2 separate regions of the Mus musculus genome follow, and region 1 is linked to region 2. Evidence: chromatin contacts called from public Hi-C data. All regions are on one chromosome and are shown on one strand. The core of a region is the stretch at or near the end of the contact, and the rest is flanking DNA. Distances in the headings are between cores, read along the strand shown. Region 1 holds the start of Sqle (squalene epoxidase). Region 2 has its middle 34 kb from the start of Gm36617.

What was found. A called contact is a pair of places that touch in the nucleus more often than the background predicts.
Region 1: a contact with region 2 is called in a Hi-C map of epidermal suprabasal cells, with 2.2 times the contacts expected there. The contact joins the promoter of Sqle here to the enhancer-like site in region 2. A contact is called at or near these places in 1 of 15 datasets of contacts at CTCF or cohesin (large pre-B cells), 8 of 484 Hi-C or Micro-C datasets (the C10 cell line, the HL-1 cell line, the N1E-115 cell line and 5 more), 5 of 115 datasets of contacts at active chromatin or transcription factors (the SCID.adh cell line, embryonic limb bud, embryonic stem cells and 1 more) and 1 of 9 other capture datasets (pancreatic islet).

Annotation. Positions count from the first base shown.
Region 1 is chr15:59,313,738-59,316,437 of GRCm38.p6, forward strand. Sqle (squalene epoxidase) reads left to right here and starts at 1,355. Exons shown (of 11, transcript NM_009270.3): 1 at 1,355-2,392. The coding sequence starts at 2,108.
Region 2 is chr15:59,211,160-59,213,859 of GRCm38.p6, forward strand. It overlaps the pseudogene Rpl7-ps8. Among named protein-coding and RNA genes, the nearest start is that of Gm36617, 34 kb to the right of the region's middle. Within about 2 kb of position 1,447, at least 13 of the 459 cell types and tissues checked have an H3K27ac peak or open chromatin away from gene starts, as enhancers often do. A contact at or near this core is called in epidermal suprabasal cells, where this site is marked.

The DNA of each region.
Region 1 (2,700 bases), core at 105-2,604, 100 kb after region 2:
ACCCTCATTAGGAATGTGGTGTTAGGGCCAGAGAGATGACTCAGCTGTTAAGAGCAATGGCTTCTATGAGAGGTCCACAGTTCAAGTCCTAGTGCTCGAATGGCTGCTTACAACTGTTACTGTAGTCCCATGGGATCCAGTGCCTTCTTCTAAAGTGCAGCCATACATGTAGACAAAATACATAAGTAAACAAATCGAAAGGAAGGAAGAAATGTGGAGCTAGATAGAGTTGGCTGTGCCTGCTGCAAAGGGTTGGTAGGATACAGTTCTGTGAGACTTACTTCTTTCATTATTAAAGGATAAACGGGTTAAACAACTGTACCTGTTTGAATGACTTAAAAAAAAATCGCAGAAACTAATAAAGATATCTGAGAAGTGTTTAGGGTGAGACCTAAACCATAGATAACTAAGAACTCAACGAAAGCTTGATAATTAAATGGTACTGTCGAGTCTGAAATTCGGTTACATGACAGTAGCTGTGGATAGTATAAAATGATGTTGTTAGTCTCATGAACGACGGCAGATAAACTGCTCGGTTACTTCTGTAACAGAAAGGTAATGCCATTCTTGCAAGACTGCTGTAAGGGTTGAATGAATGTTTGCAACGCTCTGGCATAGTGCTTAAAACATAAAATGATCTTATTAAACAGTTTTGGGATTGCTGTTGATTAGGACATTTTTTTTTTTTTTCCTTTCTCATTCTTTCTTTAACCCGAGAAGGATTTCACTGTGTATCTCTGACTGGTCTGGAACACGCTATGCAGATCAAGCTGGCCTCAAACTCACAGAGATCCTCTTGCATCCCGAGTTCTGGGATTAAAGGCGTGATCCATCTCCACCTACTGACTTCTCTCATTTTCTTTAGTCCTCGTCCACTAATTATGGCAGGTTCGCCGGCGTGTCACGTCCTCCTCGCCTTTCTAGCCCGTGATCATCCAGTCCGCCCGGATGACTCCTGTAGCTCTCTTGCGTTTGAGCCACCAGGAGCCACCAAGAGTTCCTCCAGAGCGAGCTCCACCCTCCGCAGGTGGGGCCTGAGGACCCCGCGGCGGCCAGGCCGAGCGGGCACCGCCCCATTCACCCACCGGCCCCGCGCCCACCCCACGCACCCGCCCCGCACCACGCAACATCGCCCTAGCGCCTCTGCGACTGGCGCCGCGCGGAGTGCGCCGCCCGCCATTGGACAAACGCTCTATAGCGCCATCTCAGCCTACCGCGCGGTGCGCGCTCTCATTGGTTCGGACGGCGTGGGAGGCGGGGTCCGCTCAAGGGGCGGTGCCGGGCCGGAGCCCCGCCTCCCGGTCCCTGGGCTGGGCCGAGCCCGCCGGGCGGCTGAAGCGCGTGGGGCCGGGTTGCGAGCGGGGCGCGCAGCGGTTACTCTGGTTACTGTCCGCGAGGGATGCTGGGGACCCGGCGGGCAGGAGCCTTCGCCTCGCTCTGAAGGACGCTCATCCGAGACAGCCATTCACTCTCGAGGAAGGCAAGTGTCGGTCGGACAGGTTCCCGGCCGTGACTTCGGGGCTTGCTTGAGGAGGAATCTCCAAGGGAGGGCTGAGCTGCCAGGCTGCCGCCGCGCTTCGGGACGCCGTGGCCATCTTTTGTTGGAGAAGGCTGCCGGGGCAGTGTTGCTAAGGGCAGCTTTCCCAGCACCCAGATCCTTCTACGCTCCCGACTCCTTCCTACCGAGCACCTGCTGCTGGTGACAAAAGACCGTTTACAGCCAGGCGAGCGGACATCGAAGTATACAGCCACATTCGCACCCCTCAGCCCAATAGAGAGGCCCGTGTCCATCAGTTGGCTGAATGAAGAAGTGTGTAATCAGGAGCCGTTGGGGTAGGCAGGCTTTAAATGCTGCCTTTTAAGATCTGGACAACTTAAGATACATTTGCACTCTCAATGATTTCAAAAATTGATCACATCTGACTCGTGATCCTGAAACTATTTATTGGAAGAAGTTCGACCGGTTGCCCCGAACCCCTTTGAGAACTACATTTTGGGGACATTTTAATCACTGAAGACCTTCCGAGGAAAAAAGACCCCCCCAAGAGACCCCCAAAACACAAAATCCTCAGCCTTGGCTGGTGCCACCAAAGAAGCCTTTTGAGCCATGTGGACTTTTCTTGGCATTGCTACCTTCACCTATTTTTATAAGAAATGCGGGGATGTCACCCTGGCCAACAAGGAGCTCCTGCTGTGCGTGCTGGTGTTCCTGTCGCTGGGCCTGGTGCTCTCCTACCGCTGTCGCCATCGACACGGGGGCCTCCTTGGCCGCCATCAGAGCGGCGCCCAGTTCGCTGCCTTCTCGGATATTCTCTCTGCTTTGCCTCTTATTGGCTTCTTCTGGGCCAAGTCACCTGAATCAGAAAAGAAAGAACAGCTGGAGTCCAAGAAGGTATGCCTGATGCCACAGTGGGCAAATGAATGGGATCGTATTTTAAACTTCAGATCGAGGTCACTGAAGTTTATGGTTTCTTTAAAAGTCACGAAAGTGGTGGCTTAGAAGCGTCAGTGTTCTCATTTGATTGCGTTTCTTAAAGTTCTGGACTGTGTTGTGGCTGTGCTCTTAGGGAAGATGAAAAGCATTTGTTGTGTGAACCTCAGGGATTGGGTGTTGATTTTGGTAGGAAATGTTAGAATTTCATTTGGGAGACAGACTCACTGTGGCTTTTAATTTAAAATCCCTGGGTAAGGATGATTTTT
Region 2 (2,700 bases), core at 197-2,696:
CAGATGTACTGCACTGAGATTCGGATGGCCAGGATGGCAAGGAAAGCTGGGAGCTTCTATGTGCTCGCAGAACCAAAAATGGCCTTTGTCATCAGAATCCGAGATATCAATGGAGTAAGCCCAAAGGTTCGTAAGGTTCCGCAGCTCCTTCGTCTTCGACAGATCTTCAATGGCACCTTTGCTAAGCTCAACAAGGCTTCAATTAACATGCTGCGGATTGTGGAACCATACATTGCATGGGGGTACCCCAACCTGAAGTCAGTAAACGAGCTCATCTACAAGCGCGGCTATGGCAAAATCAACAAGAAGCAGATTGCCTTGACAGATAATTCCTTGATTGCTCGGTCTCTTGGTAAGTTTGGCATCATCTGCATGGAGGATCTAATTCATGAGATCTCTACAGTTGGGAAACGCTTCAAGGAAGCAAATAACTTCCTGTGGCCCTTCAAATTATCTTCTCCACAAGGTGGAATGAAGAAAAAGACAACTCACTTTGTAGAAGGTGGAGATGCTGGCAACAGGGAAGACCAGATAAACAGGCTTATTAGACGGATGAACTAAGGTGTCACCCATGGTATTTTTGTAATCTGGTCAGTTAATAAACAGTCACAGCTTGACAAATTGAAAAAAAAAAAAGAGTGAATAGCCACAACCAGGTGACATGAGGAGGGAATAGCCAGGTGACATGAGGAGGGAGTTGACAGCAGCAGCCAGGAGTCCTCATGCTTCAGAGGAGGGGTTTGGTATGGAGGTCGGAGACCACAGGGAAAATGATAAGTGGGATCATAGAGAAGATGTGAAAACTGTAAGGAAGTTGAAGGGCAGTGTGTGTGTGTGTGTGTGTGTGTGTGTGTGTGTGTGTGTGAGAGAGAGAGAGAGAGAGAGAGAGAGAGAGAGAGAGAGAGAGAGAGATGTCCCTTTTACTGATGAGGGAGACTTAAAGAGAGGGACCAGGACCACACTGCCATCCTGGGCTGTGTTATTCCTTCCCCACCCTTCCCTCTTAAGTTAAATTTAGGCCAGTTAGGAAACTACATATATGTGGTAGACAATGGTAACACGAGTCCTTTAATCTCAAGTTCACATGGACCCAGATAGGGGAATCACTGCCTCCACAACTTCAAAAGATTTCCCTGGACCATCTGGCATCTTTCCCTTGTGAGGTGACACCAAATGATGGAAGAAATTTGACTCAAAGCACCTTAGGTGGATACGTCTTAATCTTGTGTTACAGATCCCTCAAGAAACTTGCTGGTCCAAGACCTGCTCTTTTCACAAAGGGCCTTTACTTATAGATTTTGGCATCCTTCCCTGAGGTAGTCTGTCTGGTTCTCCCCTCCAGACACCCAGGGCTGATCCCTCAAGTACCTGCCTCAGCACCAGCACAAGTCTGAACAGGGCCTGGAAACTGTCTCTGACTACAGCCCCATTGTCCCACGCCCTGGGAGGTGGGTCATGTCCCTGCTTGCTCAAGTTTGGGAAAGGTAAAGCCCGAGTAGTCAGCCTGTACCCTCTGTGGAGGTGGGACCTCCTCTGAAGTTTGGCTTCAGGAGTGTATGGAAGGGAAACCCCAGGGAAGACCTGGGCCATGTGAGAGAAATAAGGATAGCAACTGGCTTCTGCTCCCTAGACAGTGTGAGGCAGCAAGTAGGAATGAATAGAAAAAGAATGATGCTGGGGGTGGGAGTGGGGGGTGGGGAGGGAGGTGGGGGTGGGGATGTTAAGAGGCTAAGGATGTCTTGAGTTTGGGTTCTGAAAACAGATCCTGAGAAGACGACTCATGAACATAGTTCATCTAGGAGAAAAGCAGGACTGGTGTGGAGAAGCAGAACAGGAATGGAGAAGCAGGGCAGGAGTGGAGAAGCAGGGTGGGAGTGGAGAAGCTAATAACCAAGAGCACTGAGCTTGAATGGATAAACATGGCTCTATCCTTTGACATGGTGGAGGGACTCCCACCAAGTCCCAGCCTTAGCTCCCACAGGGGGCTCTGTATGTAACCTTGCATGTAACCTTGCTTGTAACCATGTCTCCTGAGTCTTGACTCACCATGATGAGCAGGCTCTCCTGCTCCTACCACTTAGGCATAGGTTCCTCAAGACCTACATTCTCTGTGGGTGTAACAATAAGTCCGGTGGTCCAAAGACAAATCCCAGATGACCTTGAGTGCCGGCATTAGCTGCAGGAAAGGACAGAAGCTAGAGACAGGTGATCAGAAAGATGAAAGACAACAAAATCTGGGGGCGGGTTGCACTGAAGACATGTCCTGGCTTTGTTCCTGCCTCTGTGACCCAGCACCAATGACTTCATCTTATGGACAGGTTTGGCCAACTGTGAAGTGGGGACACTCCCTCTCACAAGGTGCTGTGCGAGATAAAGAAGATAGCACAAATAAAGGGTTGAGCATAGGGACTGGCACTCATTAATATTGATGATGTCTTATCTGACTGCATCCTCCTGGGTAGACTTGACCTTGGGGACTCCAGCACAGGTGGACTGGAATGCTAGACCTCTGCTTCTGGGCTCTGTATGGAAATTTCTTCAGTTTCCTTCCTCTGCCTGCTTCAGACTCCAGCCTCACTGGCCATTAGCATTGGATCCCCAGTTATCCCCTCTCTTTGTATTTGCTCCCCCAAAGCATCACAGAGTAGACTGTTCTAGAACCCAAATTATGGAGCAGAAGATCTGGGTTCAAATTCTTGT